3 separate regions of the Rattus norvegicus genome follow, and all the other regions are linked to region 3. The links are chromatin contacts, called in public Hi-C and HiChIP or PLAC-seq maps. All regions are on one chromosome and are shown on one strand. The core of a region is the stretch at or near the end of the contact, and the rest is flanking DNA. Distances in the headings are between cores, read along the strand shown.

What was found. Hi-C and Micro-C count contacts between places; a contact is called where the count stands out from the background. HiChIP or PLAC-seq counts read pairs in DNA pulled down with a chosen protein or histone mark.
Region 1: an H3K27ac HiChIP or PLAC-seq map of oligodendrocytes shows a contact between it and region 3, with 8 times the contacts expected there. The contact joins the promoter of Pabir1 here to the enhancer-like site in region 3. A contact is called at or near these places in 5 of 12 Hi-C or Micro-C datasets (the A7r5 cell line, Schwann cells, frontal cortex and 2 more) and 1 of 1 datasets of contacts at active chromatin or transcription factors (oligodendrocytes).
Region 2: a contact with region 3 is called in a Hi-C map of Schwann cells, with 5 times the contacts expected there. The contact joins the promoter of Pip5k1b here to the enhancer-like site in region 3. A contact is called at or near these places in 8 of 12 Hi-C or Micro-C datasets (the Rat2 cell line, Schwann cells, frontal cortex and 4 more) and 1 of 1 datasets of contacts at active chromatin or transcription factors (oligodendrocytes).

Annotation. Positions count from the first base shown.
Region 1 is chr1:231,540,778-231,544,111 of GRCr8, reverse strand. It overlaps Pabir1 (PP2A Aalpha (PPP2R1A) and B55A (PPP2R2A) interacting phosphatase regulator 1), which reads left to right and starts at 1,395. Exons shown (of 1, transcript NM_001014029.1): 1 at 1,395-2,701. The coding sequence starts at 1,457. The coding sequence ends at 2,317. The region is part of intron 1 of Pip5k1b (phosphatidylinositol-4-phosphate 5-kinase type 1 beta); the gene reads left to right. It also overlaps the pseudogene Dynlt1-ps1.
Region 2 is chr1:231,608,829-231,611,943 of GRCr8, reverse strand. It overlaps Pip5k1b (phosphatidylinositol-4-phosphate 5-kinase type 1 beta), which reads left to right and starts at 1,852. Exons shown (of 15, transcript NM_001012743.1): 1 at 1,852-2,291.
Region 3 is chr1:231,355,652-231,358,645 of GRCr8, reverse strand. The region is part of intron 13 of Pip5k1b (phosphatidylinositol-4-phosphate 5-kinase type 1 beta); the gene reads left to right. Among named protein-coding and RNA genes, the nearest start is that of Fxn, 33 kb to the right of the region's middle. Within about 2 kb of position 1,440, at least 51 of the 93 cell types and tissues checked have an H3K27ac peak or open chromatin away from gene starts, as enhancers often do. A contact at or near this core is called in Schwann cells, where this site is marked.

The DNA of each region.
Region 1 (3,334 bases), core at 146-2,645, 190 kb before region 3:
GCCCAGAAGTTTGAGATTAGCCCGAGCAACGACTTAGTGAGACTCCATCTCAAACCATAACAGATGAACAAAGCACAAGCCTATTATTCCCTTGCCTAACACTGCTCAGTGTCTTCTCATCAAAGGACTAGGTGCTCAGTCCTTTGCCCTCCAAGATCACTGTCTCCATCTTGCTTTTTCTTTCCTGTTCGTCGCCAAGCCAGTGGGTCTGTTGGCCCTTAAGCATTGGTTGGAACGCTTGGTCCTGCCCCCACCTTCTGCAGTCCACAGGATTTGTAACTTACAACTTAACTCTGCCCAATTGTCCCTTAACTTCCATCAGTAGTGCTAGACCACACCATCCCACTTTTCTCCCAAACACTTAACACCAAAAGTCTCCTATTTTGTCAATCCCCACTCCCATCCAGTAGCAAGTGAATGACCTCACACAAGTCTCATTTCCTAATACAGTAAGTAGGTGTGCCCGGATAGGAGAGTTGACTGAATAAATGAACAAATACAATTCTATTTAATGAGATACAAAGTTTTGTATTAATTACATAAACCAAAACCTGTTATTCTTTAAATGTGTGCATTTTTTTTCTTTCATTGAATTCCCATACCGAGTGAGCATGAGTAAGTAAATGGTTAGCAGCAGAAATATGACAACTTTAAAAAAATGTCACAAAGCTTCTTCCTCCCAATCACCTTAAGTCTACTATTCTCTCCCTTTCCCCTCCCAGATTCAGCCCTGGGGTAAATTACCCTCCTCTTTGGCCTTTTCCCTGTGGGTTCTACTCCCATGTCTTATTCTTCAGATCTCAGCCTAAGGCTCCAATAGTTCAGCTGCTACTGTACCCTTCTATCCTTCTTTGAGAACGCCTGGGAGTTTTTATTGTTCTCAAGAAAGACCAGAACCTATTCTTGTCCACCATCAGGCTAACAACTCTCTTCTACTGGTTCCCATCTGCCACCTAGCTGGGCAGCAGAGGTTTCCCGCTTTCAGGACAGTTTTACAAAGCGCCGCTGTTGCCTCCTTTAGACTTCAGAAGCCTGTGCTCCATCCCTCGGGAAGCCCACCCAGGCTAGACCGTGCTCCATCATGAAGCCCCACATCACCAAGGGACTATCTTTCTGAGCTCATACTTGCTTCATAAACATATACTTCTGAGCGCCCCGGCCTCTCTAACCAGCCTTCCCGCGAGCCCGCGCCCAGTGATTATTTGCGGAAGGAACGAACAGAGGAGTCGCCCAACCACTGCTCGCCCCTTCCCCGCCGCGGCGCCACAGCAATGACGCATTAAGCTGGCGCCTCAAGAACGAGCGTGTCAGGACGCCTGCGCGAAGGGACACGCATGCGCAGAGGCGTGAGCCCTCTGACAGATTCTCGAAGGCGGCGGCGGCGGCGGCCTTGGGCCGCGGGGAATGGGAGTCCCAGGGCCCTGACTGAGCACCGCCCCCGCCTCCCTGCCGCGACATGGCTCAGGAGAAGATGGAACTGGACCTGGAGCTGCCCGCGGGCACGGGCGCTAGCCCAGCGGAAGGCGGCGGCCCGGGCAGCGGGGGCCTCCGGAGGTCTAACAGCGCCCCCCTCATCCACGGCCTCAGCGACTCCTCGCCGGTGTTCCAGGCCGAGGCGCCTAGCGCCAGGAGGAACAGCACGACGTTCCCGAGCCGCCACGGCCTGCTGCTCCCGGCCTCGCCGGTCCGAATGCACAGCAGCCGCCTGCACCAGATCAAACAAGAGGAGGGCATGGACCTGATCAACCGAGAGACGGTCCACGAGCGCGAGGTGCAGACCGCAATGCAGATAAGCCACTCCTGGGAGGAAAGTTTCAGCCTGAGTGACAACGACGTGGAGAAATCCGCCTCTCCAAAGCGCATCGATTTCATTCCGGTGTCTCCAGCACCGTCACCCACCCGGGGAATTGGGAAGCAGTGTTTTTCACCGTCCTTGCAAAGTTTTGTGAGTAGCAACGGATTGCCTCCAAGTCCTATTCCCAGCCCAACCACCCGGTTTACTACCCGGAGAAGCCAGAGTCCCATCAACTGCATTAGACCAAGTGTTCTTGGACCATTGAAAAGAAAATGTGAAATGGAAACTGATTATCAGCCAAAGAGATTTTTCCAGGGCATCACCAACATGCTTTCTTCTGACGTTGCACAGCTGTCAGAGCCCGGAGTGTGTGTATCTTCTGATACCCTGGATGGAAACAGCAGCAGTGCCGGATCTTCCTGTAATTCACCAGCGAAAGTCAGCACTACCACCGACTCTCCTGTGTCGCCTGCCCAAGCAGCCTCCCCCTTTATTCCAGTAGATGAACTTTCCTCAAAGTGACTCACTCGTCTTGAATCCCCCTCCCCCAATGGAGAGACAAAAAAATCAAGTTAGAGCAAGCACTGAACTTTGTCGATTACGTTGAAGCTGTTTCCTATTTGACTCTTCCCTCTTTTTGGAAATTCCTGAAATGTTATTCTAGAGAATTTCTATGTCAGGTTCCTGCGGATGCCCTTGAATTCAGTGTAGTAATATTTTCGGACTTTTTATCAATAAGTGTGTTGAAGCATACATTTTACGCTGCTAATATGTCTAAATACATATGTTATCCCTTGATTTTTTTAAATAATTGAGAGCTCTATTTATTTATGGGATTATTAAGTTCTGATGAAAATATAAATGTTGAATTTCAGTTTAGTAAACTGATGTTTTAAAATTCCATAATTCATGGCACACTAATTTTTGGTGTTTTTCAATGGTTGCTATTTTCCATCTACTGAAGAACTTACCTTCTTACAGCTAAAATAATGTTAGTGATATCAGTCCACTGGTTGTCTAGTTTACCCAGGAGCCCTTGATATTTAATGTCCTAGGCAGAAAGGTGGGTGGGAGGGAAAAACGACAAAAGGAGAAATAACACTTTGCAGCAAATATTTTAAAATTAAGTATATGAAAGTAAATAAGGACATTTTCTAACAATTTTCATAGTAACTCTAGTAAATCACACTAATATAACTACAAAAATGAAATTTCTTTTTGAAAACATTTTTAACCAGAAAGTGCATTCTTTTGGGTATAATCCTAAACATGCAATGGGACAGTGCCTTGTAGTCTTAGCTCACATTAGACAAGCGAAGGCAAGGCTCTTGCTACCATTTCAAATTTAACATTTGTGAAATGTAAATGTGTGGGAAAACACCCAGACAGATGATGCTCTCTCAATCCTTGATAGACTTTAAGCTATCCAGTCCTGACTTGGTTCTTAAAATTCTTGCCAACGAGAAGCCAGGGCAGCTGTGGCTGCTTTTTTGGTCTGCCCATCTGTCACCTTCATATTTTTCCCTTGCTCAGGAAGGA
Region 2 (3,115 bases), core at 603-3,102, 250 kb before region 3:
TAGAGGATGACTCTTCTGAATGCCCACTGACAGAAGTAGAATCAGGAAGGGTTTTTTTTTTTTCCATACATGGAACTAACAGTGAAGTATGAAGGTTCTTATGGAATTTCTTAGAGTCCAGTTTCACCACGTTGGCTCTCTAAATGTCCTGTACGCTTTGGGACTTCACTACAGAAGCCCAAGGCTGTTTGCCTTGGTGATTACAAAAAGCAGTCTAGGTACTAATGGAGAAAGCAGCTGTGTGGAGGAGGCACAGGATTGGGGTGTGTGAGCACAATGCCTCAGACCGCTTTTGATCCACTGCGGGGTCTTTAGATTTGGCTTTGCCTGTTTTCATATCCCCTACGGCATCGCCTCTCCAGGAGGCAAATCCACTTCCCACTCCTTGAATTTCAGAGTGGAGGTCTGAGACACACGACAGGGAGACTGATTCCCCACTTCCAGATTCCAGCTTGTCCGAGGCTCAGGCTCACAGCGGTGTGATGCTGCCCCCTATACAGTGATTCACAGCAGTTGGTTGCTAGGTTCTTTGATCTTTGATCTGCTGCTCTTTCTCTTCTGTCCCCTCCACTGGCCAGGTCTTGAACTCTGTTAAGTCAGTATTGCTGTTACTTTTTGTTCAAGGACTAAGAGTAAGAAAAACTGTGTTACTTGTGAGTTACCGGATGTCTCTGAGTTAAGGTTTTCTCATTTGAAAAGCGTGCTAGCTGGACCACACACATGCTCTTACTCTGTGCTTTAATAAGTTCAGGATGCCAGGACCCAAGTCCTAAGTTAGTGATGCCCTATATCGCTGGTAGCGGTCATACACACCAGGAAGAACACTGGAGATATATAGTCCATAAAAATACACATCTATTTGACTTGTCAGCTTTACTTCAATAACACTTAAGAACAATGCATTTTTATTATAAAGGAATTTTTATGCTTCATTCCAGGCTGACACTAAACCGCGACAAACTCACTCGAGTTGGGGGTGGGGGTGGGGTTGTTAAAAGATTTCAAAACTGCCTGCAGGTGCACTTTGCAGAGAGCCTCGAGGTAGTGTCCTCAAGCAAGGGTCATTAAATGCTGGTCTTCCCGGGACAGAACGCAAGATGTTTTTCCCACAGTGTTTTGTTTTGCTTTGTTTGGGAAGGGGAAAGTGGAAGGAAGTGATGAAGCTGAAATATACCACTTGCTTCGACCCAATTTAATTTTAGCGTTCAGAACAGCGCAACCCCAAACGGATCTTTAGATCTAGTTCCTAGCCTCTTCGCAGCTAAACTAACCTAGGTGAGATTCCAAGTGGCTCCAGCAGGCGCGCTCCACTGCAGTTTATTTGCGCGGGACCCCTCACTAGCCTACCCCTACCTGTTGGATAGATCTTCCTTCTTGAGTGCATCTGATATCCTTAGAAAGGAGACAAGTGTGGTCTCAGAACCTTTGCGCGTCCCTTCCTCGTAAAGGGGAGTGGGGGAGGGCTCTGCTTGCTTAAGTGCTGGTTCTTCAAGGAAGAGGAGTCCTCTGGCATAGCCTTACTGGTGGCCTGGGGCAGGGGTACGCCCTACCCCAACACAGTCCGCCCCACTGAGACTCTGAGAAGCACCTAGAAGCTCTGGAGCTTTAGAAGATCCTGTTAATTCCAATGAGCCGCTTCACCCTGCTCTGGGTCCTGGCTGCGGGCAGCGGCCCGGACGCACAATCTCCCACGCACTGACTCAATCGTTAGGTCCTACTGCGGGCCGCTCGGCTGCTGCAAACCGGTCTGGCTTCCTTGCAGGGCGTGCGGGACAGAGCAGGGGGTGGAGAGAAAAGGGGAAGAGCCTGGGCGGCCGGCGGGCGGGGCCTGCAGCCTCCGGGAGTCGAGGCCGCCGTGCAGCCTGCTCGCTGCCCGCCCCGCTCGGACTCCGGCACGCCGTGCGGGGGCCCGAGGCTGCGGGGTGCCACCACTCCTCGGCCTCCATCCCGGATCTCGCCTCGCCGCGCTGCCGGGGGCTGCCTGGTCCTAGTGGTCCGCTTGCCGTTCTGCCGGCCAGAGGAGCGGCGGGAAGGGGAACGCGGGGACACGCACACCGGCCGCGGCGCGCGCGCATTGCACACTCGCAGCCGCGCGTCCCCGTCACCGCGCGTCCGAGCCCAGTGTGGCCCCGCGGCAGAGCCCGGCACCTGCCCGCCCCCCTTCCCCGGCCGCTGCCCCAGCTCCGCCCCGCCTGCAGCAGCCACCCGGGAACCCACGACATCCCGACAACTTGCCCGCGGTGGCGCAACTGGTCTCGGCCGCCAAGGCTCCAGCACGCCGGCCGGAGGAGGTAAGTTTCCTGCGCGTCCCCGGCAACCCTGCCTACACCCTCTCTGCCGCCGCGCCTGAGGCTCTGTGGCTCTGTGGCTCTGTTGGGACCTGACCTGCTCTCCACCCTGCCACTTTGCCTGTCTGAGTTGTGCTGGGGGTGACATGGAGGGGGCGCCCGTGGTCGTCAAACCAAGACCTTCGCTCCTTCGGGGGCCACAGCTGCGCAGTCCCCGTGGGCACCGACCAGCTCGCTACCCTGATCCCTAGGGCCGCAGTGACACCGGGTGATCCCTCCTGCTCACTTAGGCAGAGACCCCTCCCTTCTTTCTGGGGAACCTGCTAAGTTCGGTTGCTGCAAGAGAGGTCTCCAGTCTTTCTCCCCTGCTACTAACAGCAGCGAACTTGTTAGGCGCCCCTGGGTTGTCCAGAGGGGCTTCCGCGAGTCGGTGTTCTAGTGGTTTCTGGCTCTGGCGCCGGGTGGAACAGGTGAAATACAGTTCCAGCCTGAAAATAGGCACCGACTTTTACAGTCCCCTGTCTCCACTGGTCTGTCAATGTGGCGCTTCAACATCTGGAGTGGGAGGGGGTGGGGGCGGGGGCGGGGGCGGGGGGGGGGGGATGGGGATAGTGCTGGAGTTGGATTTGCCACTCTGGTGCCAGGAGTCATCAGAACCGAAGACAACAAATGTCTGCTTATCTCTCATCTATGCAGATGAGAATGTTCTCATTTCTTACCCCCACCCTCTCAAGCCGGCTGTTTGCGGTGCACAGCATGCTTGGATAGAAACCTGTACCAGAGAAGTTGTTTGGGTAGGTCAGTGAATTTTTTTCTTCGTGTCTACT
Region 3 (2,994 bases), core at 191-2,690:
TAGCCAAACCTTGGTACCAAATGACCAGCATCATTTCTCCATGTTTCCTTTTCCTCCTACATCTAAAAACCATCGTTCCAGTCCCTGGTTTTATGAGTTGGACATTTCAAAATTCTGCACCAAGGCAAAGCCATTCTGTATTTCTTCTTCTATGTCTGTCTTATTTCACTATGCATAACACCCAGTAAGTCTATCTGTGTGGTCATAAATGCCAGGGTTTCCTTCTTTTTCAAGACTGTATAATGTTCTGTAGTATGCATATATAGTGTGTGTGTGTCTGTTTGTGTGTGTATGTTTGTGCATATGTATCCATCAACATTTAAAATGTTCTTCCAACTTTTTTTTTGAAAGTTTTCTCTGCTGAAGGCCTAGCCATGTCCGAACTATTTACCAACTCGCCTTTTGCTTTCGTACCTGGTGTGAAGTAGACTATCAATATGTCTTTGAATGGTTTACAATTTTGTAAATCAAAAAGTAGAAACTTTTTTAATGTTGATAGATCGTTATTGAAATGTAATTAGAGAGCGATTGATTATTTAAGAGAATTAAGAAAATTCTCATTGGTAGCCAGGGCTAGCCCCAAACCCAGTATGCAGTCAGGCTAGCCTTGAACTCATGCCTCCCAAGTATTAAAGGTGTGCAGCATCACCGTTGAGCAGCCCCTCTGGCCCTTAGCACGTATATACCCACCTTGAGGCGGTCTGTAGTCCGTGGTAGAATGCTTATGTCCCCCTTTTGAAACCCTCGCTTCAATTCCTAATATTCTTAAAACCAGAAAGCATCATTTATTCCTACTGCTTTTGACAAGGCCCAATAAGATGTCACTTAGAACAATCTGTCACTTGCCCGTTTTTCTCTTACTCTTCCTTATTAATGGAACCATTGTTGCTGGGACCCAGAGTCTCTTAGAAACACCAGACAGACGGGCTGATTCTCAGCAGAGACTGGATGGATTGAGACCAGATTTATTTATTGTTGCTCCAGGGTTGGACCTGGGTTTAAGTCCAGGTGACCTGTGTTTAAACAGCATAGACTTAAGGCTGCCAGGTACAAGTACAGAGCAAGCAGCTTGGCCTTAGCGGGGTCTTTATAATGTAAAACATGATTACAGCTATGTAGCTAACTACCAGCTTTAATGGGCACGTATGTGCGTGCACGTGTGTCTGTCTGGGCTGGGCTGCTAGAAAGACCAATGCCTGTGAGATGGTGAAGTTCCCGGAGGGGTCACCATCCACACTGTGCTGGCTCCTCTCAAAGGGAAGCAGCTCGCTTCTGAGGCCAGCTCTCTGAGCAGCAGGCCCTTCCTGTTTCGTTCTCTTTCTGTCTGTCAGTTCTAAGCCCCAGCTTTGTGCTGTCTCTGCAGCAGGCTTTATGCCCTGTACACAGGGAGGTTAAGCCATGCCCTGCAGCCACAGGCAACCATCAATCAGTACTTGAGGTTGCCTGCTGCTCTGCACTCTGGCTGGAAACAGGCAGTCTGCTGGCCTAAAAATAGCAGGAGCAGAGCTGAGGAACAACAGCAGCCTTGCTTCTGACTGCAGGAGGAAAAAGACAGGCACTCTCTGAAAGGCAGTGCCCCCACCGGCAGAAGTGATTTAGGGGTCTGGACAGTAGACAGTGTGGAAGCTGCAGGCACTGTCAATGCCTCCCAAGTTCCTGGGTCTTTTGGGTAACCCTGTGAACATTCCTCCTCTCTTAGCTGAAAAGCACCGCGTGTTGGGATTCTGTCTTGGAGGGACATCTCCCAGCATGCAATGGGAAGTCTGGTGCCAGTCCCAGAGAAAAGCAACAGCCTCTCCCCTCCCCCATCAGAGTATAGCTCAGGGTGGCATTTTTGACCCTCCCTTCCCACCTGGGCATTATGGAAACAAAAGCAGCATGTGGCTCTAGGACTGAATGAGATTTGGCAGCCAAGGGAGTCTCAACTATATTTCAGGTTTTCCCTGTACAGAGAGCTCTCTGCTCCCAGTGTTAGTGGTTAATGTTACAGTAGCAAAGCTACAAATACCAAAGCAGGAGTCCCTTCCAGGCCCTTGTGATAAATCCATCCATGCAAAGAGACCTCATCAAAGGGCAAGGCATGATTCCGGAGCTGAAAGGATGGTGCTGCTTCCCTCCCTATGTTGGGAACGAAAGGCCTTCTTTCCAGTTGGCCTTTCTCTCGCACACATAGTGGGGCTTGGTGCCTTGAGTGATTCTGTGAGATGGGCTGGCAGGATTCCTCTAGAGGTGAGGAGCCAGGTTTCTGTGCCCAGATGATGACCCGCCCTGCCTCATACCAAGCCTTCACAGAAGCAGGGCCTATGCTCGGCTTCTACACTTCCTATAGAAACCTTGGGGGTTCCCCCCCCAGTACAGTCAGCTTTAAAAGACAAAAGCTCTATAACACAGGGCAGCCTTAAGGGTGGCACGAATTTTTTATGCAAAGGTGAAGAGGAAGCCAGAGTCTCAACTGAGCCTTGTAGCCTTGACACCAGCAACTTTTTTCTTGGCAGGGCCCAGCAATCATGATACTGTGCCCAGAGACAAAAATATCATGCTAACTCGCCATTGGCCTGGCATTAGCCAGTATTTACATAGCCTCAGTAGCATGAACTCTGTGTATGGATCTCTTAATTTTGGAGGCAACTCACGGAGGAAACAAAATTCTAGGTGTCATTGTAAGATAGAATATAAGTTTTAGCAGCCGTTATGAAATGGGTGAAGATTTATCTTTTAAGTGTCCAATACAAAGTGAGAGACAGAAGATGAAGGGAGAGAAGGCAAAGAGGGGGTAATATGGAATGCTAATGGATATATGATGTGTGCGTGGTGGGATTAGAACTCAAACACAATTTGTAGTTACAAAATAATATATACATATATTATATGGCATATAACATATATAATACATACACGATAACATATATGTTATATAATGTGTGGTGATATATACATTATAATATAGCATATATATTATGTGTTATATAATATATAATGACATGCACATCATAA